Regions from separate parts of the Mus musculus genome. Here all the other regions are linked to region 6. A link is a contact called in public ChIA-PET, Hi-C, HiCAR-type, HiChIP or PLAC-seq and promoter capture Hi-C data. All regions are on one chromosome and are shown on one strand. The core of a region is the stretch at or near the end of the contact, and the rest is flanking DNA. Distances in the headings are between cores, read along the strand shown.

Region 1 (3,853 bases), core at 1,155-3,654, 270 kb before region 6:
GGGAGTTCAGGACATGACTAATAACTCAAAGAACCAGTTGTAGCATGGATCTGCTTTAAAATGTATCATTCCTAGGAGCTTCCTGAAGGGCAGGAACAATGTCTTGCTTACCTCCTTTAGGCCAGTAACTAGCACACAGGAAACACTCAAGAAATGGGCGCTCCGGCCATTTTTTTTTTTTTATCTCTGAGTCTTCATTCTGGTCCCTCTTCACATACCCTAGTTGCAGTATCCTCTTTGGGAAGTGATGCCCTCACATTGGTTTACTCCTCTAAGGGTGAAAAAGGAGGCACAATGTACAAGTTGACAGTGCTAAAGCCATTCGGACTGATTGAGACCTATGCCATTTCCACTAGTGTAGTGGAAAGCTTTCCTCTAGCATCGGCTGGACCATTCCCTCAACTCCAGGAAAGCTGGTGGTTATGAAAACCTACCCACGCATCTGCTGCAATGTCCTTCCACCAAACATCCACCAAGGACACTCTCATCACATTTCTGTGTGGTTGCTTTCTGCAACCCTTGTGGATCTTTATTCTCACCCCTGTGGGGTTCCATCATTGTCTTAGGCCACTGTTTTAGCCTGCCCAAATCTTCCAGGGTCCCTATACCTCACCCAGGAGGTTAAACAGCATCTACCTCTAACCCCATGCCATCTACATGCTCTATGCCCCAACGCCTGCCTCCAAATCCTCGATAACAATGTGGACCAGGTTAGAACTGAGAAAATGCTGCTGAAGACCCCCTGAGGCTCCGCATCCATTGTGGGGTGATGATTCAATCCTAATTGTGCCTATGCTAAATCCTGGCTGCCACATACTTGAGTGTGAAATTGGGAATAATCATTGACTAGTTTCCTAGGGCTGCCACAACAAAGTGCCACTGTTTAAGTGGCTTCAAACACACAAGTAAGTTAGGCATGGTGATGCACGCCTGCAATTCCACCATTGGGAGGGTGGAAAGAGAAGGATGGAGAGTTTAAGGCCACCCGGGCAGGCTTCAGAACAAGATTATGAATAAATAAATAAATAAATAAGCAAACAAACTATATATACATATATATGTGTATATATGTATACACACACACACATATATAGATATAGATATAGATAGATATAGATATAGATATAGATAGATAGATATCCACCCTAAGGATAGAAAATACAGCTCAGTGACACAGCAGTTGCTTAGAAGGTGAAGGCCCTGGGTTTGAACCTACCGAGAGAAAGAGAATGATGAAGTCAAAGCAGAAGAGAAAAAAGAAATTCTCTCCGTTCTGGAGGCTAAAAGTCCAAAACCAAGGTATCAGTCAGGCCATATTCCCTGAAAAAGCTCAAGTGAATATCTTTTCTTACTCCTTCCAGGTAGCCAAAGTCTAGTCCCCGTCACAGTGACTCTCTGTCTCTCTCTGTTTCTCTCCATCTGGCTCACTCTGGCTCACTCTGGCTCTCTCTCTCGCTCTCTCTCTCTCTCTCTCTCTCTCTCTCTCTCTCTCTGTGTGTGTGTGTGTGTGTGTGTGTGTGTGTGTGTGTGTATGGCTCTGTCTCTCTGTCTCCCCTCTGTGTCTCTCTCTCTCTCTCTCTTTCTCTCAGATGGAGCCCATGACCTTGGGCACATGCTAGAGAAGCACTCTACTGCTGACCCACATCCCGAGACATCCTCACTCTCACCTCCCCACCCGCAACGCATAAGTCCCTCTTATGAGAATGGCGGTCATTGGATGAGAGCCCATTCTTACTGTGACATCAGCCAACAGGCCACATCCTAAATTCTGGGTGGCATGAATTCAAAGAAACACTATTCAACACACTACAAACAGTGATATGGTCTTCAGGGATCCTGTGGGGGCCAGGAAGATAGCAAGGTAAGGCAGAGCAAGCAGCCCAACAGCAGTGTGCGCACAGAGCCCCTGCAGAGTTCCAACACAGAGCACCTGCTGAGCTCCTACACATGCAGATTCGGATCCAGCCTGCTGGGGTGGCTCTGAATTTCTCACCAGCTCCCAGGTGATGGCCCTGCTGCTCCTCCTGCTTTGAATAACAAGGAGGTTCGGCAAGAAAAGAGCTTTGAAAGCAGATGTCCAACAGGGTTATTACATTTCTTTTGTAACAAGCTTTTCCCAGGCTCTTGTTTCCCCACACCTGGATCTTGTGAGAACTGTAGAAGAAATAAAGTGTTTTTATTTGGAGATTCCTTCCTTTCCCCTTCCCTCAGAAAAGCAGACTTGTGCACAGACACTTGAGTTTGGGTAGTTTCCTGCCTGGTGTATCATCTAAAAGCACGAGGAATGAATGAATGTGAAGAAGGAGAACAATCAGTGAAGAGATTGTTTGGGCAGGACTGAGGATGTAGTTCAGTTGCTGGATTGCTTACCCTGGATCTAATGGACGTTGGATGGTGCTGGATTTAATCTCCTGCACAGCATGTGGTGGTTCAAGCATGTAATCCCAGCAGTCCCTGAAAGCGGAGGCAGGAGGATCAGGAATTCAAGGTTATCCTGGGCTATATAGCAAGTTCAAGCCTGCCTGAGCAACGTACAAACCTATCTTTTAAAAAGAGAGAGCGTATAAATGCTTAGGTTGCTGCCAGGGCATGCAGCATCCCACTTGGGAGCCCACCAAGAAATTGAGCACATGCCTAAGACTCATCCTACTAGAGTATTGTTCACTGGTTCCTATCCAGGATCAATTAAAGGTTACCCTCAGGGGCTACAGGGGTTAGGGGTGGGAAAGCAAAGGAGGAAGGCAGTCACATGCTGGAAGTAGGCTCCTGCAGTTGCTGGCAGCCTGGACTAGGATGGAATGAGGGCCCGAGGAAGAGAATTACTCTTAGTGTAATGTAATGTGTGCTTCTAGGTCACCATAGGAAGTAGCAACTTCAATGCCTCCCAGTGCCTACCTTCATCAACCTCAATCTGTCTTCACTCTTTGACACGGAAAGTGGCTTTTTATTGACATAACAATCCTTTAAGATAAGGGTCAGGAGACTCTTTCCATTTTATAGCCAGGGAAACCAGAGGGCCAGAAAAGCCAACTCATTTACCCAAGGTCACTCAGGAAGTGGCAGAAGAGATAACACAATTCACAAGAACTGCAATAGAGGATCCTTTACTGTTGGCAAATTAAAGGGACCCTGATGTCACCGTAGTTGTCAAAACTGATTCGCTTTCACTCCTCAACCATGTGCATTCGAGTTACTTCTCCTCCCCGGCTTATCTCAAACTCCGGGAAAGCTTAGCCCTAAGGGTAGTTAGTCATCTAGAATTGCCCCCTCAGGTAGTTGGGAAACCTCCCGGAGCTCCCTCTCAATGGTACTCCCCAGAACCATAGCTGAGATAAGGATGAAGGGAGACCAGTTTGTCCAAGACTGTTTACCACCCATACTTCTGGCTCCCCGACCCAATTCCTACCCCTCTACAGACCTAGACCTCTGGCCAGAACACCAGAGAAAGACTGGTAGTCCCCTTGTTTCTTCTTATGACCACACTTCAATAAATCCCTTTTCTGCTTTATCAGTCTTGTTTACACACAGCTTCTTGCCCTATTAAAACACAGTAGGGCCATCAGACACTGTTTCTTCCCTTTACAAAACAATTGACTGCAAGCAGGAACCAGGTATTCCCTCAAGTTCATATGGATTTTACTCACTGTCGGTATTTGCTAGGCTGGACAGGTACATTTGATATGAATGGATTTTTTTCCCTTGGGTAATTGGTTTGTGAATAAATCTCAGCTCTATAAAGCAAAAGATGAATTGACGGATGAAATCGAGTAATTCAGTGATTTGATATCATTAGTTTAAAAATGTCACCATAAGATTTCTTCAAGGAGTGATTTTCCCAAGCACATCAAATGTA
Region 2 (4,010 bases), core at 932-3,431, 350 kb before region 6:
GTGTGTGTGTGTGTGTGTGTGTGTGTGTGTGTGTTTTCAAGATAGGGTTTCTCTGTATAGCCCTGGCTGTCCTGGAACTCAGTCCATAGACAAGGCTGGTTTTGAACTCAGAGATCCACCTTCCTCTGCCTTCACGAGTGCTGGGATTCAAGGTGTTATGCCACCCCCACCTGGCACCCACTGATCTCTTTAAATATAGGAATCATGCTCACTCCAGGGAGATAATCATACCACAAGACATAAGTTAGAACTGACAGCTGCTAAAGGGATGGCAGAGCGACATCTCACATTGATTCCCTGAACACAATTGCTTGGCCCGAGCGTGAGTGGCATTCAGAATACTTCCCACCAGTATTTTCTCTTTCTATGAAAGCATAAAACGGGTTGAGTTGACATTAAGTGAATACTTATATGTCACTACAGACTAGAGAGCTCCGCCCAGATGCCCCACATTTATCTTGGACTGAACCCATCATTTAAAAAAAAAAAACCAAAGCAGCCAAACCTTTCCTGAGTTTTCTGTGTCCTCAATGAATGCCACTACAGTCCTACCAACAGAAATAGTCTGCTGTAAGTGGTGAGGGGGACTGGAGTGAACACCTCTGTGTAGTGCCCTAGCTGATGAGATTTATACTAAATTCAAGGACACCCTGGGAAACCCAGAATGCCAAAATAACCTGTTTGGAGAAAGTAGACACAGGGTATACTTTCTGAGGGACCTTACCCAGAAGCCTCGCCCACCTGCCTAGCCACAAGGACTCTTGGTGATAATGTTTAGTATTATACTATACAATATGACTAATGTATGATTTTCCTGTGAACAAATTCTGTAGAATTCTGTTCTAGAGGCTCTCAGGGGTTGGCAAACCATGGTCCAAATCCAACATACCATCTAATTTTGTAAGCAAAGTTTGATTGGAGCACAGCAATGCTATTTTTTCCAGGTTATCTATAACTGTGTTTTACTACAATGAGAGAATTGCATGGTTGCGGCAGTGACTCACAAACAAAACCATTTACTACCTGGCCCTTCAGAGAAACATTGTAATCTAGACTGTTCTGCTCTGAGCCCTACCAAGTGGCGGCAGGGCCCTTTAGCACAATCTTTGGTAGCAAGTCTATGCTATCCATCATTTAACTCAAAAGAATTCATACATGAATGCTCAGAAGACCAACGAAACGGCAGTTAACAAATATGGTTCTGAGCAGCCATTTCGCCCCTCATCACTCACAGCTGGAGTGAGCATGGAGCGACTGTGAACTGGTGCACCTGCCGTTCCCACACTCCTCCTCAGTCCCTGTGAGCCTCTCATTGTACTGAACTGGTTCTCCTGTCTGCACTCAATCAACAGGGCTGGGACAACTGGATCGCCATCTGGAAGAATCCATCCAGAGTTGGATCCATCCCATACCCTGAGAACAAGATAAAATTCCCACCGCTGCAGACTGAAGAGTTTCCTCTGCCTGATGAGGTCCCTGGATGGATGATCAGTTTAGAGGTACAGAAGATAAGCAAATGCCTTGTGGGAACTGGGGGGTTAGGGTTTGATGGAGCTAGTATACAGCAAGCAGACTCCTCGGCTGGAAAGAAGAGGAGCCAACAATGTGTATATACAACATGTACATTTTGGAGCTGGCCAGGAAGCAGGGCTGAAGCTGATGGTCTCAGAGGGAGCAGAGCATGCCAGAGGCTCATACAAGAAGTGGGTCTTACTAACACGGGAAGAGCACAGGCTCCTTAGCTGGGGGGGGAGGGGAGGGCGCTGGGCAAACATCGTTCATTAGTTCCTAGACTATAGCTAGGGTGTTGCATAACTCATGGGTCATGACTATGGTGCCGCCCACCCCTGATTCATCAATCCCCTGGAGGATCACATTCTGGAAAACTTGCAGGCCGTGGAGCTGCTCCAGGAACTGAGGTAATCCCAGAAAAGATGAAGTGATCCCTGCTTCATTTTTCAAGTTAGACAACTAGAGACCCTGTGGACAAAGGAGAGAGACGGGAACGTGAGAGCGAAGCCAGCAGGATGATCCTTGTAGACACTCAAATCTTACAATCTGAAAAGAATTAGAAGTAATTTTTTAAAAAGCAATTCCTTACATGCTTGACGTCCTTTAGTTTGTCCCGGCTGTTATTACTCACGGTTTAAAGTTACACCACATAATGAACTTTGTGTTTAATCCAGATCTTGGCTCTGGAAAATAGAAGACCAACCCAAACCTGAGCCATGATGGAAAGCAGAGGGGTGTGCTGGTCCCCTCAGTTGGGTGACACCTGAAACAGGGGGAGGGACAGGGGAGAGACAGGAGTGCACTGATTAGCTCAGCCTCTGCCTCAAAGCCTGGCTGCCCCCTGAAATCTGAAAGCAAGGGAAGATGCTGAAGTTCCTGAGTTGGGCTCCTTTTGAAGTTTTTCGCAGCCCCTTTGGGATGTAGCCATCCTGATAAGAATGAAGATACGCTAAAGAGAAGCTTGGGACCCTCCCAACTTGGCTATAAGTTGATTGAAACAATGCACCCATAAAGTCGTTTCCCATAGGAGATACATGCTCCTAAAAGGAAAGGCAGAGGTCATGGTGGCAACCAAAGGAGGAACTTAGCTCCCAAGATTCCACACAGTTTGGACAACCTGTCAGACCACCTTACAGGAGAGACAGGGTAGAGCTCATGCGGACAATGAAGGGTCAGTGATGGGGGAGACCATGGCATTGCTTAGTTATCCATATCTCTAGTCCTCTATTTAAATCTACTTGACAGTACCCAGAAGATGAACATGGGGAGGCATAGGCACCAGGCCTTTCTGTCCTTTTCTGGTTTTATTATTTTGCAGGGGTTGGGGGAGGTTTCATGACACGGGTTCTCTGTGTAGCCCTGGCTGTCCTGGAACTCACTCTGTAGACCAGGCTGGCCTTGAACTCAGAAATCTGCCTGCCTCTGCCTCCCCGGTGCTGGGATTAAAGGCGTGCACCACCACTGCCTGGCTCAGACTTTTTTTTTTTTTTTTAAGGACTTGTGCATTGAATACATATGTAAAACCCTTTTCTCTTGCAAATTTTCACTATTCCTTATTTGTTCAGTTGGCCTATTGAAGACAAATTGCTAAACCTGGCTTATTCCTAACAACCCTGGTAATGAGACCAGTCAAAAGTGCCAGCCCACAAGGTCCCCTGATGCCACCTGGTTTTCTCTCACTTCCCATTCTTTGAGTCTCAAGAATTGCTTCTTGGTACATTCTCCCAATCTCCTCTGTGGAGGAGATCCATGGTTCTTTTTGACTTCTTGTGACTCTAGAAGGGACAGGAATGTATTGGAGAACTGGGCAGTCATCTGTTGTGGTGGCCAGCCTAGACACCTGGAGGGACTGCATGTCCATCCTGAGGAACCACACTGTGACAGTCCCATGTCAGTTCTCTGAGTGGAAGGGGTTTGGTCACAAGTAGCTTTGTTTGTAAGGTGAGCCGTGGAAGAAGGCTAGTGATTTGGAAGGGTTTGAGCAATTCAGCCTGGAGCACCTTCCCCAGGCATGGCTGAGTCAAAGGATCTCACCTTAGGCTCTTTACCAGCAGGCTGCCAAGGGACAAAAGTGGACACTGTCATGTTTGACACCTCCTTCTCTTTCATGATCCCACATCCTTGTCATTCCAAGTTCTTTCCCACTTCTATTCAACTCTCTCTCTCCATCATAGCCCAAGCCACTAACCATCATCTCTCTGTGATAAATCTAAGACTGGGATGACAGACAGAGTACAAGCCACCTAGTTGAATTTGAATCTCAGGTACATAGAATCAGTTTCTACCTTGTACTACATTTGGGTCACACACTTAAAGCATTCTCTCTGTAAAGTTCAAATGTAACTGGACCATCTGTGTTTCATTTTGTTTGTTTCTCTTTTTTTCCCATTTGTTTTGTTTCTAAACCTAGCAACCAGACCAGCTTCACAGCCCAGCATCCCTTACAAAGCAGCCAAAAGGAACTTACAGACATTCAGACATGGCCATTGTCACTACTA
Region 3 (4,030 bases), core at 371-2,870, 430 kb before region 6:
AGTACAGGGGAACACCAGGGCCAAAAAGGGGGAGTGGGTGGGCAGGGGAGTGGGGGTGGGTGGATATGGGGGACTTTTGGTATAGCATTGGAAATGTAAATGAGCTAAATACCTAATAAAAAATGGAAAAAAAATCCAAAACAAGTTCCATGCCTTCTTATTCCAGAGAGAAGAACCAGAACATGATTACAATCAGGTGAAAGCAAAACAAAACAAATCCAAAAGTATAAAAAGCTTACTGTCAAATATCTGGGACTCATTTGTGATCTTTTGGGCTCTAAAGTGCTTGGTTAATCTTACCTCTCCATAGCACACACAGCTTGTCTGGTAAGCTCAGGTTGTCTACCAACTATAAGATATCCTGAAATTAATTTCCCTTTTCATGGTGTGAGATGAAAATCAAATTTTACAATTTTACATGTGGAAAAATCAATATCCCAAGTGTTATTTAGTGAAGAATAGATTCTTCCCTCACTGATAGGAAATGACATATATACTGAGTATTAATCTTCTATAAGCCTGTGGGTGTATTTGAGCGCTATATTCTCCATTCCACTGGTCTGTATTCAAACAACTGAAATAGTAGCACTTTTGGTGGCTTTCAACAGAGAAGAAAAGTTAAAGGAGGGGCTGGAGAGATGTGTCAGCCCTTAAGAGCACTGACTGCTCTTCTGAAGCTCCTGAGTTCAAATCCCAGAACCACATGGTGGCTCACAACCATCTGTAATGAGATCTGATGCCCTCTTCTTGGGTGTCTGAACAAAGCAGCAAGAGGGCTGGGCGAGTGGGGCCGGAGCAGTCTGAAAACAGCTACAGTGTATTTACATATAATAAATAAATAGATCTTAAGAAAGAGAAAAAGAAAGAAAGAAAGAAAGAAAGAAAGAAAGAAAGAAAGAAAGAAAGGAAGGAAGAAAGAAAGAAAGAAGCTAGCTTAAAGGAGAAGTGCAACTAACAGGATTTCTTTGGAGGGAAATTCAGTAACCCAGATGGGATATCATAGTAGAGTGATGGCGGGGGGGGGGGGGTGGGGGGTGGGGAGGAGGAGAGAAGATAAGAGGAAGATAGCTTGTAGCTTTAAATTTCCGGGCTGGTGGCAGAGTGAAAAGGTGAGTTAGTTTTGTCAATGAGAAGTATTTTCACAATGGGCTACACTAAGAGGCCTAGACTCACCCTGTGTGCTTGAACTTTATACACTTGGAAGTCACCTGGAGAGGATGAAAAATGGGAAATAGAAGAACAGAAGGCTGAGCTATGAGTCATTTTCCAATTTAGGGGATAGAAGAAAGAAATGGAAAGAGAAAACACCTTAAACGATGATCAATAGAAGGCTTCATAACCTTCAAAACCTTAAGGATTTGGGGGTGGGAGAATAGTATGCTTGTGGGTCCTATAGGCCCAGTTCAACTGGTGTAGCAGTTTCTTTTCTCTGAGCATCTTCAAAGTCCTCAGATCCCTTCTAGGATGTTGCAGATAGCAATTTGAAGAGGGACCTGCTATGGAGTCCCCAAGTCCTTCGGGTGCCTAGCTGCAGTTCCCCAGGTTGGCCGCAGGGGGCGAAATCTGCGGCGGCCTGGCAGGCGGGCGGGGGCGGGAGGCGCCGCTCTCTCTCTCTGGTCAGTCTCTCTCCTCCCGGCTCTAAAGCTCCCCGGCTGGCTCCCGGGCTCCCGGGTTCCCGGGCTCCCGGGCTTCCAGGCTCCCAGCGCTGGAGCCCTTCCTCTCCGCCTAGGCGAGGCAGGCCGGCGGCAGGCCGCAGGAGGTGGTGTCGTGGAATCCGCTGGCAGTCCGCAGCCCCGCAGAGCCTGGAGGCCGCCCTGATGGAGCCGCGGCTCCCGATTGGAGCTCAGCCCCTGGCAGTATCCGTCTGAGAGAAGGGGGGAAGGGGAAGGGAGGCCGTAAGGGCGTGGGGTGCGGGTTGGGGTGCAGCATGTCCTAGGGCGAGCAGAGTAGGGAAAGGGGACCTGCTCAGGAGTGGACGCTGGGATAGCTGAGGAGAGCTGACGATATGAGTCTGGCCCCGCGTCACCCCAATTTGGCTGCGTTTGCAAAAAAAAAAAAAAAAAAAAAAAAAAAAGAAAAAGAAAAGAAAAGAAAGAAAAAGAAAAATTAGAGATCCTTGACCAGTGCCTGCATATGGTGGCGGGTTTGGAGATGAAGGGTCCCCTCCGGGAACCCTGCGTCCTGACCCTAGCCCGGAGGAATGGGCAGTATGAGTAAGTAATCTGACTCCCACCGAGGAGAGCGCCTTCTTCTATAAACCTCCTTGAGCCTGAAACCGCAGGGAGCCACCCACCTTGGCCAAGAGGGCAACAGGTTCACAGCTAGGTGTGTAGAGTGAGCTGCCTGAGCCAGGGCCTCCCACCCCCAACTTCTAAGCTACTAGATAACTCCTGGGCCCTGTGGCTCAGTGGATGGACTCAATGGACAGGAAAGCAGGAAGCCTGGGTTCTTAGTTCCTTCACCCTGTCTGTAACTGACATGCGTTGTGTAACCCAAGTTAATCAAGCTTTCTGAGCCTTGGTTTCCTCTTGAGTTGAATAAAACCATAAACTGTCTTATGGCTATTGGAGATAAAACTGGGGGACCACCCAGGCAAAAGTGGCTTACAAGTAAAAGTGCAATGGAAATGCTATGTTGCTAATGTTACAGACATGTCTTTTTTCCCATTCAACTGGTTCTTCCTGTCCCCAGATCCTCTTTTTTTTTTCCGTTTGCTTGAAGGCAAATGCATTAATTCACTAATGTGTTGGCGCAGGGCAGCCACTGTCGCACTGGACCGGACTATTTGGAAAGCAAAGTTAATGAAATGTGTAGAAACAGAATGGCATTTGACATTTTTCTCAGTGCATGTCACCTCCAACTCTTCCTGGGATGATGGCAGCTCAGTAAATACAGATGACTGATTGAGCAGATGATTATTTTCATAAGCAGTCACCACAGCTGCTAACCTTGCCCCCTTGCCACTAATACTTCATCTTTAAAGTTTCCACGGTGACCGTTTCATATCACAGTGCCCTATCGCTGTATATGTGCAAGCTACTTCCCTTGGTTCACTGGTTTCTGGGAATAGATTTTTCCCCCCAGTTTAACAGGTATTGATCACTTAGTTCCTACCATCTCTTAACACTGGATTCTGCATGAAAAAGTGTCTTGGACTCTACTTTTAAATCCTTGGTCCCAGGCTGTCTAATTCACAAAGAAGGAAAGTCCCACTAGCCTGGCCTGAACGTAGCTGCAGCTATGGGTGCTATTATAACTGATTATCATCTAGGTCCATGAAGTAGCTCGTCCCTAGATCCTGCTTGGTTGGTCCTGTTGATGTAAGAAATTCATGTTATTTTCCGTAGACTTGATAAAATCCAGGAAGACTAGTTTAGTAAGAGTACATTCAATAGAATAGTGAATTAAAAGGTGCAATTCCACGTGGGAAAGGTAGAAATGGTGTGTAGAAGTGTAACCTGCACAAACAGGTAGATTCTGTGTATCTTGGTTTCCTCTTCTATAAAACCCAAAGTTTTAAGAATTGACTGGGACAGCTACACTGTTGGAATAACCACAACACAGATATTTGTCCCCTGGGTCAGTGGGTTTAGAACTCTACTAAGAGAGCCAGCAGCCGGTTATGAAAAGTAACTCGTTCTGTCTAAGTTCTTGAACTAGAACTTTTAAACTTGGCAAGGGGAGGGCTCTTTTCTAGTTCCCCACAGAGAAATTAAATCCCTGTGTTTTGAGTCCATATAACTAATAAAAGGATAGCCCACAATTAACGAGATGGCTTGAAGACTGTTAAGCACTTATCATGCTCCTTTACAGGTACAGACATAGATGTGAAGTGGCTTACTCAGAGTTACAAAGCTGCATAGCTGAGATCCAAATCCATGAGGCATAGTTAAGAATTCCACAGCGAAAATTTCTACTTTTTGCTTTTGAGACAGTGTATTTTTTTGGAGGTAGCCATAGCTGTCCAGGAACTGACATTGTAACCAGGCTGGCCTCAAAGTCAGACATCTGTCTGCCTCTGCCTCCAGAG
Region 4 (4,229 bases), core at 508-3,007, 290 kb before region 6:
GAAAAGATATAACTCTATCCCTTTGTACATGTTAAAATTTGCTTTGCCTGAAAGTTTGTTCTTGCATCTGTCAAATTATTTCTCTTGCCTAAAGGGCCAGATCAATTAGCACCTCGTGTAGCAAGTCCATCTTGACATCTTTAGACACCTCTTACACCCTGACCCTTCTATATACTGTGCTCTGCTCACAGTTTGGTAACAACACTGGCTACATCTCTTTATACCATTGTCTTGCCCCTATTTTAGCCTTTAATGGTCCAATAGTCCCTATAAGAGCTTGCTATGGCCCCAATCCTACCCCGCTATATGCTGAAGTTCTAATTTCGCAAATGTGTTTTTGTCTGGAAGTGGGCCTTCAGGAAGTAATTGAGATTAAAGAGACCATAAGGATGGGACCCTAATCAGACAGAAGTGTGGCCTTGTAGAAACAAGAAGCTAACCCCCACACATACTCCATATCTTCCCTAGACTCTCACCTGGCCATGCTGGCATCTTGGCTTGAACTTCCTAACCTCCAGAATCGTGAGAATGGTGATTTATGAAGTTTAAGTCAACCGGTCTACAATATTGCGTTACACAGCCAAGCTACCACTTAACATAAGGGCGGTGCGTTTTTTACGGAATAAGAAAAGAGGAAAGACTACAAGAGCAGAACAGGTAGAACAAACAGGAAGGGGAAAAAACGAGAGAGATGGTGTGGCGACAGCAAAAGCCAGAGATGAGAAAAGTAGATGGAAGTGAAGACCTGAAGGAGCCAACATCGATGGAGATCATGCCTGCACTACTGCTGAGGAGGAAGCAGACCCCTGCTTTCACGTGTGTGTGTTCTCCATCCTTTGAGAGATTGGCTTTTGCTTTCTGCAGAATCTATGTGCCCTTCAGCAAAAGGACCAAAGGAGGCAGATTGGCTCAATGGCTAGGCAACAGCTGGGTGCTCTTGCCTCCCAGCCAAAGGCAACTGCCACCATTCAAAACCAGCTGCCTGAGAGACAGAGGAAAGTGTTTACCCAATGGCCTGAGTGTCCTTAGAGGACTCGGCTCTCAGTTACACAGCAAACAGCTGGCTCTGGAGAAGCTAGGTTCTGGGCACTGCCACCAAATGGCCCCAGTGGTGTTTAAATGTTTCCTCTACTTTCATGGCCCCCAGGGGGGGTTGTTCGGCTGACAGGTGACTTTGTTTAAAAACAAACAACAACAACAAAAATCCAGAATTGTCATTCCGAGGCCAGATTCTTTAAAAAGAACACAAGGCTTTCTGTCGCCCAAGGCTTGTGCAAATTGGTTTCACACGTTTGCCACACTCTGGAGCAGACAGCAGGGTCTTTCCAGTACAAAGACATTTCCTGGCGTGGTACTTAGACAGACCGGCGGTGGCGCAGGGCTGTGCCAGACAGGCCCAGGAAGAGGATTAGTTTGGTCTGCAGAGACGCTCGTCGCCCGCCCTGACCAGGGCAGTGAACTGCCAGCACGCACGCATGCCTTTGAGAGTCAATGGCCACTCCTGTCCCAGCTTCAGGAGTCGTGCCCAGGCACTGCTGCTCTGGCTGAGGACTGGAGGAGGTGTAGGCACTGTGGTGGTGACAGGACCGAGGACCCTGCCAGGTCTTGAGTTCCCATGCTTGCTGCTTTGAAAACCCTGGAACTAAATGGCTCTAAGAATCAAAAAAAAAAAAAAAAATTCAAAGAGCAGAGAAACGGAATGACATTCAGAAACCAGTCCAGAAGCAGAACCGGAACATCCTGATCGCTTTTACTTTCCTTTTGGGAAGAGCGATAAGCCTTGGGGTGGAGCTGATGGAGAGAATCACAGAGAGCGGTGGCTTTGTGAGCTGGTCCCCGGAACGAGCATTGCTTTGCAGTGCTGGCTGGCAATTACGACCAAGCCAGGCCTGTGGTTAGCTGGGTACAGGGACGTGACAGCACCGTGAGTGCGGTCTTTATTCTATTGTTTCCACTCATTAGAGAGGACTCCGAACTAGCACAGTCTGCCAGTCCCAGTTTTCTTGGTTTCAGGACAGGGTGCCTACTTTTGCGTTGTTCTCGCTACTCAGACCGAGGATTTTGTCCACGCGAAGACCTCTTTCACACTGGCATGCAAATCCAGCAGCCTGCCAAAAGCTTCAGCAAGCCCTTAAGCTCCGGACCTGAGAAGGAGTGGAGATTTGTTCCCATTTCAAGCAGCTATACCCCTCCCTGGAAGCTAGGAAGAGCACCACTAACTCGGTACCCTCTTGCTTGGCTCCCTGACAGCATTTCCAAACACTAACTATGTCCTCGTTAAAATACAGATTCTGACTTAAAAGAGCTGAGGCCCCAGACTGCATTTCTTTTTTATTATTATTACGTATTTTCTTCAATTACATTTCCAATGCTATCCCAAAAGCCCCCCACCCTCTCCCCCCCCCACTCCCCTACCCACCCATTCCCATTTTTTGGCCCTGGCATTCCCCTGTACTGGGGCATATAAAGTTTGCCTGACCAATGGGCCTCTCTTTGCAGTGATGGCCGACTAGGCCATCTTTTGATACATATGCAGCTAGAGTCAAGAGCTCCGGGGTACTGGTTAGTTCATAATGTTGCACCTACAGGGTTGCAGATCTCTTATAACCTCTCAGTGGTTAAAAGCATGCACTGCTCTTGAAGGCAACCGGAGTTCCATCCAGAGCATCCACCACCTTACCTGCCTACAATCATGTACAAGGTTCCCTCTCTCACATATACCCAATTAAAAGCAACACAAATATTCAATAACCTCCTAGTAATGCTACTGCCCCCACACTATGAGGAACAAGAATAACACTGGTCCAAACTGAAGCTGCACATTAAAACCACCCGATTCTTCAAAACCTAATTAAATTGGCTCCCACCCCAGACACTATACTGACTTAACTGTCAGTATGGAAGGTAGGCTTTTTGTATGTGAGACAGATCTTGCTCCATAGCCTGGACAAAGCCTACAAAGTAGTACTCGGATTACAGGCATGTGTCACCACACCAGGCAGGGATCACTGTGTAAATCAATTATTGTAATAGGCAGCCAGGATTGAGAGCTCCTGTATAAATGGGCAGCTACGAGAAAGCCCGTCCCCTTAGGCTGTAGTCTGCCATTCTTCTCTCATGATGTGCCTAACTGTAGGATTAAGTTTATGAGCAAGATGAAGAATTCAGTTTGTGACCAAGGAACACAGTTAACCCACCTGGTTTCAAACACTCGGTCTCACATCCACCCCTTTGCTTATCAAATATTTATTGAGCTATTCTATTGCACTGAGCACAATGCTTTTTATGGTGAATGAGACAGACTTGGTCAAGCAGACAGGTGGTGGGACCAAATTTGCAGCTTTAAAAGATCGCTTTGGGGCTGGAAAGATGGCTTAACAGGGACCAAATCTTGCCACACAAGCTCCCTAGAATCCAGGGTGGAAGGTAGAACTGGCTCCTGAAACTTATCCTCCAGCCTCTATAGCTGTACAGTGGCATACACACTTGTTGTTGCTGCTATTATTATTATTATTATTATTATTATTATTATTGAAATAAATTAAAGGATCATTTTAGGTGGTTGAACAGATTAGACATGGGCCAAGTAGATGGGCGAGGGTAGTGCATTAGACCAGATGAGAGGTGATGGCAGTGCCAGTCAGGATGGTGGACAGGAGTGGGCAAATTCAAAAGTTACTTAAAACGGGAAATCAACAAGGCTTGATAACAAATTGGACACGAAAATAAATATAAGGACTCTGTCTAGGATAGCTTAGGTGATTGAATAGTTGGCAGGACCGTGGAGATGAAAAAGATCGAGGGAAGTACTTAAAGCCAAACAATGTAAAGATTACCTGGGTAAAGACTACTGAACGTCAAGGGGAAACTAACGTAGGTCTTGAAGAAGAATGCTAATGTTTAATGTCTGGCTCTTTCAACATCCAGACAATTGCCCCTACCTCCATTGCTTTTGTTTTTTTCGTTTTCATTCACTAAAGACTTTTGATAAAATACCTCATGGTGGGGCTGGAGAAATGGCACTACAGTTAAGAACACTGACGACAAGCCGGGCATGGTGGGGCACACCTTTAATCCCAGCACTCGGGAGGCAGAGGCAGGCGGATTTCTGAGTTGAGGCCAGCCTGGTCTACAAAGTACGTTCCAGGACAGCCAGGGCTATACAGAGAAACCCTGTCTCAAACCCCCTCCCCCGCAAAAAAAAAAAAAAAAAGAACACTGACGACTTT
Region 5 (3,769 bases), core at 323-2,822, 330 kb before region 6:
TAGGCTGGAGAAGTAGCTCAGCAGTTGAGAGTACTCACTATTCCTCAATAAGACCCAAGTTTCATTCCCAATACCCATGCTGAGTGGTTCACAACTGTTTATAACAGCAGGTCCAGGGCACATGATGCCTGTGGCTTCTATAGGCACCTGCATTCACATACCCATATGCAGACATTCTTCTATATAAATAAAAATAAAATAAAATCTTTTTGAAAACAGTTAAGGTCTTTATGAGGTAAGTCATGGGGTAGAACCCTTAAGAAGAAATTAGGAAAGTTATAAGATGGCTTGAGAACGGGGTTAGGCATCCAATTCTATTCTTCTGCCAACTGAGAACACAATGCCCTTCCACTCTGGAAGACAACAACAAGGTGCTATCCTGAAGCAGACAGCAGGCCTCACTGGGCACCTAACCCACCAGTACCTTCTCCTTGGAGTCCCAGCTTCCAAAATTACGAGAAACAATTTTTTGCGGTTGATGAATTATACAGTGTTTAATATCTTGCCAGAAATAACTATAGGGTTCAAGGCTGGAAGAATGTTCAGAAAGGGGCTGGAGAGCTGGCTCAGTGATCAAGAGCACTGGCTGCTCTTCCAGCGGACAGGGTTCAGTTCTCAGCACTCACATAGTGGCTCACAGCTGTCTGTAACTCCAGCTCCAGGGAATCAAATGCCCTCTTCTGGTTTCTTTTGGCATCAGGCACATATGTGGTCTACAGACACAACTGCAGATAAAACACTCATATACATAAAAATAAATAAATGAAAACAATTTTAATGGAAAAAAAAAAGAAAGACCGTTGAGGTGGAGGGAGGGGTGCATCCTGAGAAAGATCCGCGCGGATGGAGTCCAGGTGAAGTGCTGGGGGGAGCCCTTGGCAAGCAGTTCACACACTTGGAGCCATAAGTCCATACATTCAAAACGTGTGAAAGGGATTGTGCTGCTGAAGGGATAATTACAGACCTTTTACAGCAATTTTATTTGTTATTATTGTGGCTGTGGCGTGCATGCAAGCGCACAGTTGCCACAGCACATGTGGGAGTCAGAGGACAACTTGGCAGCATTCTCTCTCTCCTCCCACTTTTACATGGCTCCAGAAACTGCACGCAGGTCACAAGGCCTGCACAGCAAATGATTTGCTTGCTGATCTATCCTCCTAACCCTACCAAACTTTTTTTCTTTTTTGGTCATTGCTAATTTAGTTGAGTTCGAGCTAAGACAAGGTCTTGCTCTGTAGACCCCCTGCCTCAGCTTTCCATGTCCTCGGATTTTAGGTGTGTCCCACCACACCAAATAAGGACAGACCTTTGGTGCAGCTGATGGCCATACACCTTCCTAAGTTTCCATGGTAACTGGGAATCACCATAGCTATCCACGTTCTAACAAGATCATATGCCTTTTACAGCTTGCAGCTGTGCAACATTGTGGAGAGATAATACTTCCCCTGACAAGGCAATGTGTTGCATGTGGATAATGACAGGCGCCTTGGGGGGGGGGGCTGTAAGGGGTCTCTAATGACTTGGATGGATCCACCTGTTTCAGCTCATTGTCACCAGAGAGAGGTCATAGGTCATCATTGCTCACAGAATTCTCTGCTGGAACTCATAAGTAGCACCCCTTGTGAAGAGATGTTCACCCAGGTTGGTGCGCCGGGATTCCCTTTTCCCTGCCTTGAGCTTCCTTTGTCCTTCATTAAATGGAGTCAGTCATGCCTGCCTTGATGGCTTGTTCTGAAGAAGACATGATGGCTAACACAGAAAGCATGTCCTAAACTACTGGCTAGCACGTAACAAGTGTGGAAGCCAATTCTGGAAAGTCTGCCCTAAATGCTTTTGCCTGGCCACACAATAGAAGCTTCTCTCCCCTCCCCCCACACACCTTTTTTTTTTTTTTTAACCAACTCCACAAACAGGTAGAAAACCTAGAAGCCCGAGTAGTCTCTGGGATCAAAGAATCCAAGTTAGAAATGATCCAAAGTTGAGACTTTTCAAATTGTGTTCCACAGAATTGTGGGTGCCTGGGGTGGGAGGACACTGGTAGGAAGAAGAGTGAGACTCAATTGGTGATGCCGAGAGCTTTGATACAATTTATCTGGGCTATGGCTTTGCAAAGAGTTTGAAAAGTCTGGCCCAGCATTCCTGGCTTTGCTCCTGGACTACATGAACCCAAGTAGCCTGAAAACAGCCGCAGTGAGAGGCACTGGGCCCAGAAGGTAGCCAAAGCTCTATTTGCTCCCACGTCTATCGGGCCAAGCCCTGTTCCTGTCCCAGACCTTCTTGTAGACCCAGGCTCTTTTAACCTGGCAGTCTGAGAATCAGTAAGGTAAGCAAAATGAGTCTCGTTTCCTTAGGGAAGGAAACAATTCTGGGCCTTCCCTTCCCTTCCCTCTGGAAAGGAAGAGCAGGGGCACAATCCAAAGCACACTGGGCTAGGGGGCCCACCTTTCAGGGCATTCTTTGCTGAGGGTGAAGGGTAGGGGTCTAATCTGCATTCAGGACAAAGCTGACAGGGTGTTTGAGTGTTGTTGTCATAGAGACTCAGAAAGGTGTTATTAGCATCTTTTCAACTCAGTGGCCCTGTGTGGTCCAGTCCCGTGCAATCTTAGCAGTAGCGCGCTGTCACCCTGGCAACCCATTAGCCTAGTGTTGTTACCATGGAAACTCCAGCGCTGTTGATGGGCCCAAGAACTTCCCTGAGGAGATATGCTCTGGGGGATCTGCCCTTGGCAGTGCCTATTCCTCAGGTCTCCCAACTAACAGTTGCCTGCTACTCAGACACTGGAGGCATTTAGGGCTTTTTTTTTTTTTTCTGGAGTAAGCTCAGATTCTGTGTGACAGAAAAAAATTTGGCCCTTCAAAGTGGCAAGTCTATGCTTTGTTACCATGGAAATGCTGCTTTTAAGGCTCTCAATGCAGGATGCAAAACTAACTCTTGCAGGAAATTGAGGCCAGCCAGAAAGGAGGCTGTGGGCTTGCACTTCACACTCTTGGAGCTCGTTCATTCATTTGGCATTAGTGAGCATCTATTAATACACTCGGTGCTGTGGATGCTCAGGGTTAGAACTAGAGACAAGGCCTGATCATCCACTGTCCTCAACTGAAAAGAAGGTCAAGGTGGATAGAACCATTTTTACTTCCCGCTTCAACCCTATCTGGTTCTCAGTCACTGTATCAGGACCATGGGGTAACAAAGAAGCCTAGGTCCCTTGGGGGAATTCTGTGATAAGAGGAGAGGTATCACTAAACGTCAGCCCCTCCCCCAAAATGACATCAAGATTTCTCTGAGCTCAAAGAAATCCTCAGATTTGCTGTGTGAGGATGAACAAGAGGAATATCTGCTATAACCTCTCCCTTACTTGTATCTTTAGGAAACTTAGATCATTGTGACGTCTGAGTAACTAAAACCTGGGTAGACTTGCCAGAAGAGTCCACTGGCAAAGCAGGCTGCCTTTCGAGGTAATGAACTCCTCATTACTGGAGGTAAGCAAGCAGAGACAAAGCAACTGCTCAGCAAGGATTGTATAGATGGTTCAGTCATAGTCCTGGAGGTAGACTGCAGTCTTTAAATCTTGGCACAGCTTACTAACTGTGTGACTATAGGCAATTTGCTTAAGCACATTGAGCTTTGCTTTTCACGTCCACAAAAATGGAGGTGAGAGTTTCTGCCTAGTGTCGTTGTCTTGGGGATTCAATCAGTATGGTAGAAGGAAAGCACACAGAATAGCACCTAGCACGTCAGTACTCAATAAACACTGGCTTGCCTTGTGAC
Region 6 (3,814 bases), core at 938-3,437:
GGCATTGTAAACACTCTGATGCTATACAAAGGCAAGGCATTTTTATTATGGTTATGTTGTGGTGCGAGCCTCAAATAAAATAATCATTGTTATCTCCATACTTTAAAGGTTTCTCACAGCTATCCCCACACTGATCCTTGATTTCCCATCATCTCCTGTAGGACAGGAAGTCTGGTCCCCAACAGGAAAGGGCTCAAAAAAGCTCCAGCTTCACCCAGGAAGCAACCAAGCAACCGTCTTCTCCCCAACCTTTATTTTGCAGTCAAATGGTAAGAGACAGACTAGTGAAAATTGATGTGTTTAACATCCATTTCAGCCTCAAAATGGGGAGCAGAGTAACCCTAAGGTCCTAAGTAAGGCCTTAAGATTAGTGGCGATTTAGTAATTACCAGAATAATTAAAATCAGCGAAGACAGACAACTTAAAGCAGGATAGGCAAGAGCAAGGCACATGGAGGTGATTTCCCTGTTAAGTGATGCATATTGAGTTCATATGTTGATGAACTCAAACATATTTCTGAATCCTCATTTTTGCTTGGTGCAAAACAGTTTTTAAATGTGGGTGTGGGTGTGTGGGTGTGTGCACTGGAGGGCAGGTGTGGCCAAGTAAAATAACTAGTGAAGAGATTCCCAAAGGGGGAAAATTGGGTGGCCCTACTATATATACATTGCTCGAATTAGTGGTGAGGGTGGTGAGGACAGGCAATTGGGGTACTAACAGCAGATCTCAGACAATAGCAAGACCACCAGAGCCTTAGCTGCTCTCATATACATCTCTCAGACCAGGTGAGGGGAACAGCAGGCAAGTCTCAACTGCCATCCATGAAGACTTCACAAAGAAGAAAACAAAAACAAAACACCCCCTAGCTCAGAGATGGAACTTCTGGGCCTAGAGGGGTGGGAATGGGGGGTGGGGGTAGGGAGAAGAGAAAGTCATTAATTCAGCAGGGTTTCCTTCTAGTTCAAATGACCTCTCTGGCTTCCTTAGCATAGATAAATATATACTAAATAATATCAATATGTCTGGACATAGAGATTATTTTCCCAAGTTCCTGTTATTTCACATCCTGTTTCGAATCCTTTAGGAACTGTTGACTATGTTTCCTGATACCCTCTGGGTAGAGACAATACCTTGGAAGTCCTCACCATCAGATCAGGGTTGGAGCTGCTAAGAAACAACCTAAGACTGAAAGTCATGTCAAGCAGCAGCTTTCCCTCCTCAAAGCCTCTCTCCTTGGAGTTAATGTAAGTCAGCAGAGTTCGAATGTGGTCCACAAGCCTATAAGCCCTTCAAGTCTCAGGGATGGCCGGCGATATAAACACAGGAAGGATTTATACTCCCTTGGCCTGGCAGGCGGTCGTTAGGGTAAAGGGGAAGGGTCAGGGGACTCAGATTGGTGTCTCAAGAGCCCAGAGGGAAAGCAGGCAGAAACCAAGCCCTAGGTCCTTCTAGGCAGATTTCCCTCTGCAAAGTCTTGCAAGCTTTCCTCTTTATAGACCTTTCGTCCCTTCCTCCCTCGGGTCTCCCCGCCAAACCAGATGCCTCCACACCCTAGCAAGTGATATCCACTGAGGGTGACCCAAGGTTTTTGCAGCCTGGGAGGTTGCCACGAAGAGTGGGCCGAGCGGACTCGGGAGGCGAGGCGAGGCGGCGAGGACCGGGCATTTTTTCTTGCCCTAGCACCTGTCCCACTTCGGCGCCCGGGCTAGGACTGCGCCTGAGCGCGGCCTCAGTGCTGGAGCGCCAGAACCACGCGCGGAGGTCGCCAAGGGTGGGGAAGTGGGGGGCCCGGAGGAAGGGCGGGGTGTCTGGCGGGGGCGTTCCCCTCGGGCGAGACCCCCGCCCTCCTACATAGACCGAGTCAAAAAAAGAAAAAAAAGAAAAGAAAGAAAGAAAGAAAAGAAAAGAAAAAAAACCAACAACAAAACGGGGAGAGCGTGTTACACATCAACCAGGAGCGAAAACGATCGCTCTCCGACCCCGAACGGCGTTGCGGCACCCCCCCCCCCTTCCTGGAGCGGAGGACTGGCTGGGGAAAGGTGGCTCCGTTCTTCCCCGTGGCCAGTGCGGGGTCTGCGGCTGCCCAGCGAGGTTCCGGCTTCCCTGGGGCTGGTAGGGGGGAGCCCCGAGAAGTGCAGGCCCGCCCCCTTCTTCCTCCTCCTTCCCCTCCTCCCCCACGTGTCCTCCGGGAGCCCAGCGGCCTGATCCCAGCACCCCCCCTCCCGCCACCTCCCTCCTACTCCCGCTTCGCCCGCTTCCCGGGCGGTGTGGAGAAGAGCAAAGTTGCGACAGCAGCCGGGGGGCTCTGCCCAGGTGAAGGGGGCGCTGTGACGGGGGCGGGAACGGCGTGGCCCTGCGGCGGGGGCGGGGGGGGGGAGGATAAAGAAACTTGCTTTTCGCAGCCCCCACCCTGCGCGGGTTCGGATCTTGCGTGATCCGAGCCCTCGTGGAGACGCTGCACCGCCGCCAGGACCGAGGCCGGCACCCCGAGCCGGACTCAGATAGGGACCGCGCGTTCCGGCGGGCTGCCGAGGGCAGGCAGGCCGGCACCCGGGCAAGGGCGGGGTGGGTGACCGTGCACCGGACCGAACCGCGGACTCTGGCGGCGTGGGCGCGGGACGAACCGGGACCGGGCCGAGTTGGGTGGCGAAGTAGGACGTGGATTCGGGGGGCGGGGCGCAGCGGGAGGGGGGAGAGCAGGCCCGGCCCGGCTGGCCTGGGCGTGGGGGTGGGGGGCGAGTTCGGGGCACTTGCTGGGCTCTGGACCGAGCGCTAGGGCGGGGCGGCGCTAGGGGCTGGGCCCGACCGGGAGGAGAGGGCGAGGGGAGGGAGAGCAGGGGGTGGAGTAGGGGCGTGGAGTTGCAAGCGGGGTCTGGCCTCGGCCGGGGGCGAAGGTAGATCTGCGGGGCCGAAAGCGGAGGGAGGGAGGCCCGAGGCAGCGCGGCGGCAGCGGCGGCGGCGGCGGCGGCGGCGGCGGCGGCGGTGGCGGCGAAGGCCAGCTTCCGCGGAGTTTGTGCCCGGGCTTCCCAGCTGGGCTCCGGTCGCCTCCCGCGCACAAATGGGGTTAGGGGACTGACTGGTAAGCAACTCCCGGTGTTGGACGGGCTTCCCAGGCGATTCCCGGAAAACCGAGGGAAGACGCCGTCTGCAATATGCCGCACCCCACCACTCCACCTCTTAGCATCTGGATTCTGCTCTTCGGGGTCGGTGGACCCTTCCCCACCACAATCCTTCCAATCTTCCAGCACCCCTTCCGTCTCCCTCTTATCCTTGGCCATCTAAATCTCCTAGTGGTATGCTTTGGAGGGGTGGAAGGCGTCGAGGGCTGCACTTTCCCTCCCTTGGGGGCAGCCTAGTTTGTGTCTTATTCCTGCCAGGTAATGTTGCTTGGCATGGTGTGGACCTGGGGTTTAGATAATTTAAGCCCCGGATCCAAGCTTTTTTGATGGCTTTTAAGGAAAGGGACGGATCCCTGGATTTTCATGACCAGAATGGGGTTTGAGGACTGGAGTTACTCTCAGCTCACTTCCAGTACCAACCTCTTTACTATGAACCATTTCTGTGGGGGCTCGAACGTGGAGGGTGGGATACGGGAGCATTAATGTGCTTTGCTTCTCTGTGTTTCCACAGGGTCAGCGTGGTGAAGGACAGCTAGTGTCAGAGGGAAAGTAGACACTAGTCCAACTACGGCCGCCCCCACTAATACTTCGGTAAGGGGGACACGACTAAGGGGATGCTGGTGGGTTGGGGCCCAGTATAAGAGTAGAGGTGGGTAGTCGCCCCCAGGACTCTTTCCTGGCGGGGAGAGAAAGGC
Region 7 (3,816 bases), core at 435-2,934, 310 kb before region 6:
GGGTTGGGGAGAGGGGGTGTTCAAACTAAGAAAGTTCCTGGGCCCTTCCTCTAGGAAACTCGCTGTCCTGTTCACTCCCTCTCTCCACTCTCACCTCCCTGTGACTCCAGCCCTGGCACTAGTAACTGTCCACCTGGTCTTGGCCTTCCCTTTCTGCTGTGCCAGGCAGGCTACTGTGACAGCCAGATCACAGGACTGGGGCAGCTGAAGGTGGGAGCTGGCAGCCCCAGGAGGCTCTGACCCACAGAGGACAGGCAGACCGGGCAGGGGCTGTTGGGACACTGAGGACCCGGGGACTGAAGTAGACAAGGGATTATCTATTGGTGTGGAGAATTTCCAGGTAGGGGGTTAATACAGGTAGAGGTGAAGGGATTCCGTTTCCCAGAGCTGCACCGAGGTTATCAGATCAAGTTCCTGTGTTTCCTGGGTTTTGGTACCGGGAGACTGGGGACCGAAGTTATACCTGAGACAAGAGTGGAAGGGGAAGCCAGAATAAAGAAGAAGCAAGTCTCCGGAGAGATGAACGCTGTGGGGCCAGGTGTCCCACAATGGAGCAGAGAACAAAATCATCCAGGACCTTGGAGTACAGAAGATAAGCCTGGCTCTGTCCAGTCCAGATCTGCCTTAAGGACGCTGCCTCTGCTTACACATAGGCTAAAGGAGCAACAGCTGGGATCCACTAGCCACTGCGGTCGCCCCCGCCCCCGCTCCCGCAGCGTGCTCCTGACTATGCAACAAGTGTCACGTCTACATGTTGGCACATCATCTCCAGTAGCTTGAGCCCCTGGACTGGCCAGCGGCCCCTAAACTCTAAGACCCAGAGACCTTCAACATGGAGTCCTGACCCCACTCAGCTCAGGTCAGCCACCTCCACTGATTCACGAGGTGAGCTGGACATACCGCCATCCTCTCCCCCCACCCCCACTTGGGGTGCAGGGTGCAGGACATAAGGTGTAAGTTTGTGGTCCTAAGTACTTTAAACTACGAGGGGCATGGGGCTGGGGGCTAAGTGGTGATATGCAAGGTAATCATGAAACACCCCCCCCTCCCGCGCGCGCTGTCCTAGGAAGCAAAGCCTACATGGCATGTCGCCCCGTGGCCCCAGATGCCCTGTCAATAGGCCTCCCGGTGTGGCTGGCGCGTGGCTGCTCCTGCAAGGCTCGCACCATGTTTCCCTGGAGGCGGGAAGAGCGCGCGTGGGGCGGAAAGAGAGGACCGCGCAGGCTGCACCTCGGGAGAGCCCCAAGCGAGCAGGAGGGCACGCACTCACCTCCACAAACTGCAGTCAAGGAGAGCCAGAGCAGCAGCAGCGCCTGCACGCAGAGCCTCAGATTCATGCTGCAACTCGGTCCGCGGCAGCCCAGAGGAGCCGGCGAGTGGGCGGAGAGGCAGGGCACCCGGACGCAAAGAAAGGCGCGAGCCGGGGCTGGCGCGTGCGGGCACGGAGCTCGCGTGGCTCCCGGACCGCGGGAGGGTGAGCGCCCCAGCCGCACCGCTGGCTGCCTGCCCCACTCCTGCTCGCTGCCTCTGCTCTTGGTGCAGCCTTCTCTGCCGCCGCGGGGCAGCGCCGCGAAGCTGGCCTTGGTGGCTTCGGGTCGGCGGCAAAAACTCTCTAAGTGGCTGACGCTGCTCTGCCCGCGACTCCCAACTACCCGTTGGTCCAGGCTGTTAGAGAGAATGCTTCCCTGCTCACTTCGGGGTCTGCATTTTGTAGCTTGTGGTTTGGCCGCGAGCCCACTTGGTCATGTGGTCATTAGGAGGCGGGGGGGTTGGGGGGGGGGGGAAGAGAGGCAGGAAGAGGGAGAGGGAGTGAGCCTCCCGCACCGCCCCCCTCCCGGGAAGCATGCTGCAGCCCTATCCAGGGCGCGAGAGAGAACCCAGAGGTGGCCCCACAACAAAGGCCGAGCGGCTGCTCGGACAACCCACAACTGCTCCCCGGACAATGCCTGCCTGGCCGGGGTCCAGAGGGTTTGTAGAGACCTGAAGGATTTCAAACACGTAAACCATTTGAAACAGTGAGGGGCACTCTTAACCCTTTCTCACCTGGGTTTCCTTAACAGCTGTCAGGATACCTGGGCGTTTGCAGAAGGACCCTATTTGGGCTGCCCACAACACCCTCCCTCCATTTCCGAATCTAACTATGTTTTTTTTTCTTTCCTTGACACTGCATTCGCAAGTATGGGTTTGCTCAAGACCTCCCCTACTCCGCCTTTTTCCTCTGCATCTTCAACTGAATTAGAATTGGGGGTGATTGCCTAGGTTGTGCATAAAACTTAGGTAACCACCATTCATATCTCCTGCTGTCCCCTAGCGAGTACCTTCTACCTGGACTGGTGGGCTCGGTGACCAAGCTCTTTATGCATACAGCAAAACCTCAATATCCCACCCAATCTAAAGGCCACCGTTCTGTCCCTGCCCAACCTGAGATGCTACCCCCTGGTTCCTCTTTACTGTGGGGAGGCATTCTGCAGGTTCTACCATGTTCCCCTTCTTGCTGCTTGGAGCTGACCCCAACTTAGTTTTGTCTCGTTGTAGGGAGGATCCTCCCAGCTCCTTCCAAACTCAGCTGGATTTCTTTTACACTCAACTGGGATTCCCTATTATAAGAGGGCCTGGAGTCATTTGCCTTTCTACTCTAGATGCTTAGCTCCTTTTACAGCCTGGGATTCCCCCAAAGAAATGCACCAGATTGGGAACTCTTTAAGACAGGACCCTAACGGTCCCAATCTTCCAGGTCTCTCCAAAGTCCCCAATATCATTCTCTGCACATAGGTGGCACTCAACACATATTAAAAGACTAAATCAAAAGGTGTTCCCACCTTGCAGCAAGCCAGGCAGTTTGCTCCATGTGTACATCCAAATGTACACAAAAGGTACATTGGACAGGGTTTCTCTGTACCGCAGAAGATGTGAAATGGTATGCTATATTAGTATGAAATATCTTTGAAATGTTACAACGTTCCAATACATACATTTATCAGTCTCTCTGCCAAAACTGTCCACAAGAAAGTGACCTTTTATATATATATATATGCAGCTCCAGGCCCAGAACACAGCCTCAGAGCTAACGGGCTTCAGAATATATGATTCTGAATATAAGAGTAACTATTCAAATAAGTCAAGGGAGTCAGATGGGAATAAGGTGGGGTTCTTGATGGTCGTCTGCGGTCCAACTGGCCATATTGAATAGAAGAGGAACCAGGAAGAATCTCTCTTCACCTGAGGGACCCTGAATATGAACAGCCAGCATGGGTAGAATGTCACTCTTTTTTCCCCTCTCCTACAGGAAAGAACAGTTCAGTGAGAACGAGAAACATTGTCTTCTAGATGTAGCTGCTGTAGGCCATCACTGCCCTTACCTACACTTACTGGATCTTAGGCAAGGATAATCTCTGCTCTTCCCACTCCATGGTGCTATAGGGACAAATGAGATCATGTGTCTGAAGGCACTGTACAAAGTGAGAAGCCCTCACAGAGTCACTATTAGGAAACACATAGCTCCCGTTCCTGACGGAGCAAGCCTGTGCACATGTAAATAAGTGCCTCTCAAAACTTAATAGAAACTTTCATATTTTATTGCATGTTTACTGGGATGTGCATGACTTTCGCTGAGTGGCTAGAATACTGCTTTCTAATATGATAGATAATAACCACATTCTAAACAAAGTTAAAATTTCAGTCCCTTGGTCATACTGGCCATATTTCACTTGCTTGAGCCATATATGCATTGCTGGTGGCTACGGTACTAAGCAGCATAGAACATGGCCCATTGACAAGAGTTAGCATCCATGTGAGGCAGGGGACACAGCCTGGTGT

Evidence for each region. Promoter capture Hi-C pulls out the DNA fragments that hold promoters and counts their contacts. A called contact is a pair of places that touch in the nucleus more often than the background predicts. ChIA-PET counts read pairs in DNA pulled down with a chosen protein or histone mark. HiCAR-type assays count read pairs that join an accessible place to other places. HiChIP or PLAC-seq counts read pairs in DNA pulled down with a chosen protein or histone mark.
Region 1: a contact with region 6 is called in a HiCAR-type map of embryonic stem cells, with 3 times the contacts expected there. The contact joins the enhancer-like site here to the promoter of Bcorl1 in region 6. A contact is called at or near these places in 3 of 39 promoter capture datasets (embryonic stem cells and pre-B cells), 6 of 115 datasets of contacts at active chromatin or transcription factors (the 230-238 cell line, embryonic stem cells, large pre-B cells and 1 more) and 1 of 9 other capture datasets (liver).
Region 2: a Hi-C map of uterus shows a contact between it and region 6, with 5 times the contacts expected there. The contact joins the enhancer-like site here to the promoter of Bcorl1 in region 6. A contact is called at or near these places in 17 of 39 promoter capture datasets (the 3T3-L1 cell line, 3T3-L1-derived adipocytes, the C10 cell line and 9 more), 6 of 484 Hi-C or Micro-C datasets (cortical neurons, embryonic fibroblasts, embryonic stem cells and 1 more), 18 of 115 datasets of contacts at active chromatin or transcription factors (the 230-238 cell line, the SCID.adh cell line, SST interneurons and 13 more) and 3 of 9 other capture datasets (adipose tissue, embryonic stem cells and liver).
Region 3: a contact with region 6 is called in a promoter capture Hi-C map of embryonic stem cells. The contact joins the promoter of Ocrl here to the promoter of Bcorl1 in region 6. A contact is called at or near these places in 2 of 39 promoter capture datasets (embryonic stem cells and maxillary cranial neural crest).
Region 4: a contact with region 6 is called in an RNA polymerase II ChIA-PET map of memory CD8 T cells, with 6 read pairs. The contact joins the enhancer-like site here to the promoter of Bcorl1 in region 6. A contact is called at or near these places in 2 of 39 promoter capture datasets (cranial neural crest and pre-B cells), 3 of 115 datasets of contacts at active chromatin or transcription factors (embryonic stem cells, forebrain and memory CD8 T cells) and 1 of 9 other capture datasets (adipose tissue).
Region 5: an H3K4me3 HiChIP or PLAC-seq map of embryonic forebrain shows a contact between it and region 6, with 2.9 times the contacts expected there. The contact joins the enhancer-like site here to the promoter of Bcorl1 in region 6. A contact is called at or near these places in 15 of 39 promoter capture datasets (the 3T3-L1 cell line, 3T3-L1-derived adipocytes, the C10 cell line and 10 more), 3 of 484 Hi-C or Micro-C datasets (bone marrow-derived macrophages, cortical neurons and embryonic stem cells), 14 of 115 datasets of contacts at active chromatin or transcription factors (the 230-238 cell line, the NIH/3T3 cell line, the SCID.adh cell line and 7 more) and 4 of 9 other capture datasets (adipose tissue, embryonic stem cells, liver and 1 more).
Region 7: a contact with region 6 is called in an H3K4me3 HiChIP or PLAC-seq map of embryonic stem cells, with 15 read pairs. The contact joins the promoter of Apln here to the promoter of Bcorl1 in region 6. A contact is called at or near these places in 12 of 39 promoter capture datasets (the 3T3-L1 cell line, 3T3-L1-derived adipocytes, the C10 cell line and 7 more), 9 of 484 Hi-C or Micro-C datasets (cortical neurons and embryonic stem cells), 12 of 115 datasets of contacts at active chromatin or transcription factors (the SCID.adh cell line, T-cell acute lymphoblastic leukemia, bone marrow-derived macrophages and 5 more) and 1 of 9 other capture datasets (adipose tissue).

The regions. Positions count from the first base shown.
Region 1 is chrX:48,070,182-48,074,034 of GRCm38.p6, forward strand. No RefSeq gene overlaps it. Among named protein-coding and RNA genes, the nearest start is that of Xpnpep2, 37 kb to the right of the region's middle. Within about 2 kb of position 2,405, at least 11 of the 459 cell types and tissues checked have an H3K27ac peak or open chromatin away from gene starts, as enhancers often do. A contact at or near this core is called in embryonic stem cells, where this site is marked.
Region 2 is chrX:47,986,405-47,990,414 of GRCm38.p6, forward strand. No RefSeq gene overlaps it. Among named protein-coding and RNA genes, the nearest start is that of Apln, 46 kb to the right of the region's middle. Within about 2 kb of position 2,182, at least 19 of the 459 cell types and tissues checked have an H3K27ac peak or open chromatin away from gene starts, as enhancers often do. A contact at or near this core is called in embryonic fibroblasts and uterus, where this site is marked.
Region 3 is chrX:47,910,836-47,914,865 of GRCm38.p6, forward strand. Ocrl (OCRL, inositol polyphosphate-5-phosphatase) reads left to right here and starts at 1,621. Exons shown (of 24, transcript NM_177215.3): 1 at 1,621-1,856; 2 at 2,134-2,213. The coding sequence starts at 1,818.
Region 4 is chrX:48,052,929-48,057,157 of GRCm38.p6, forward strand. No RefSeq gene overlaps it. Among named protein-coding and RNA genes, the nearest start is that of Apln, 20 kb to the left of the region's middle. Within about 2 kb of position 1,758, at least 163 of the 459 cell types and tissues checked have an H3K27ac peak or open chromatin away from gene starts, as enhancers often do. A contact at or near this core is called in adipose tissue, forebrain and memory CD8 T cells, where this site is marked.
Region 5 is chrX:48,014,454-48,018,222 of GRCm38.p6, forward strand. No RefSeq gene overlaps it. Among named protein-coding and RNA genes, the nearest start is that of Apln, 19 kb to the right of the region's middle. Within about 2 kb of position 1,573, at least 45 of the 459 cell types and tissues checked have an H3K27ac peak or open chromatin away from gene starts, as enhancers often do. A contact at or near this core is called in cortical neurons, embryonic forebrain, forebrain and 2 more, where this site is marked.
Region 6 is chrX:48,339,171-48,342,984 of GRCm38.p6, forward strand. Bcorl1 (BCL6 co-repressor-like 1) reads left to right here and starts at 2,188. Exons shown (of 15, transcript NM_178782.4): 1 at 2,188-2,313; 2 at 3,631-3,710.
Region 7 is chrX:48,033,169-48,036,984 of GRCm38.p6, forward strand. It overlaps Apln (apelin), which reads right to left and starts at 1,685. Exons shown (of 3, transcript NM_013912.4): 1 at 1,271-1,685. The coding sequence starts at 1,337.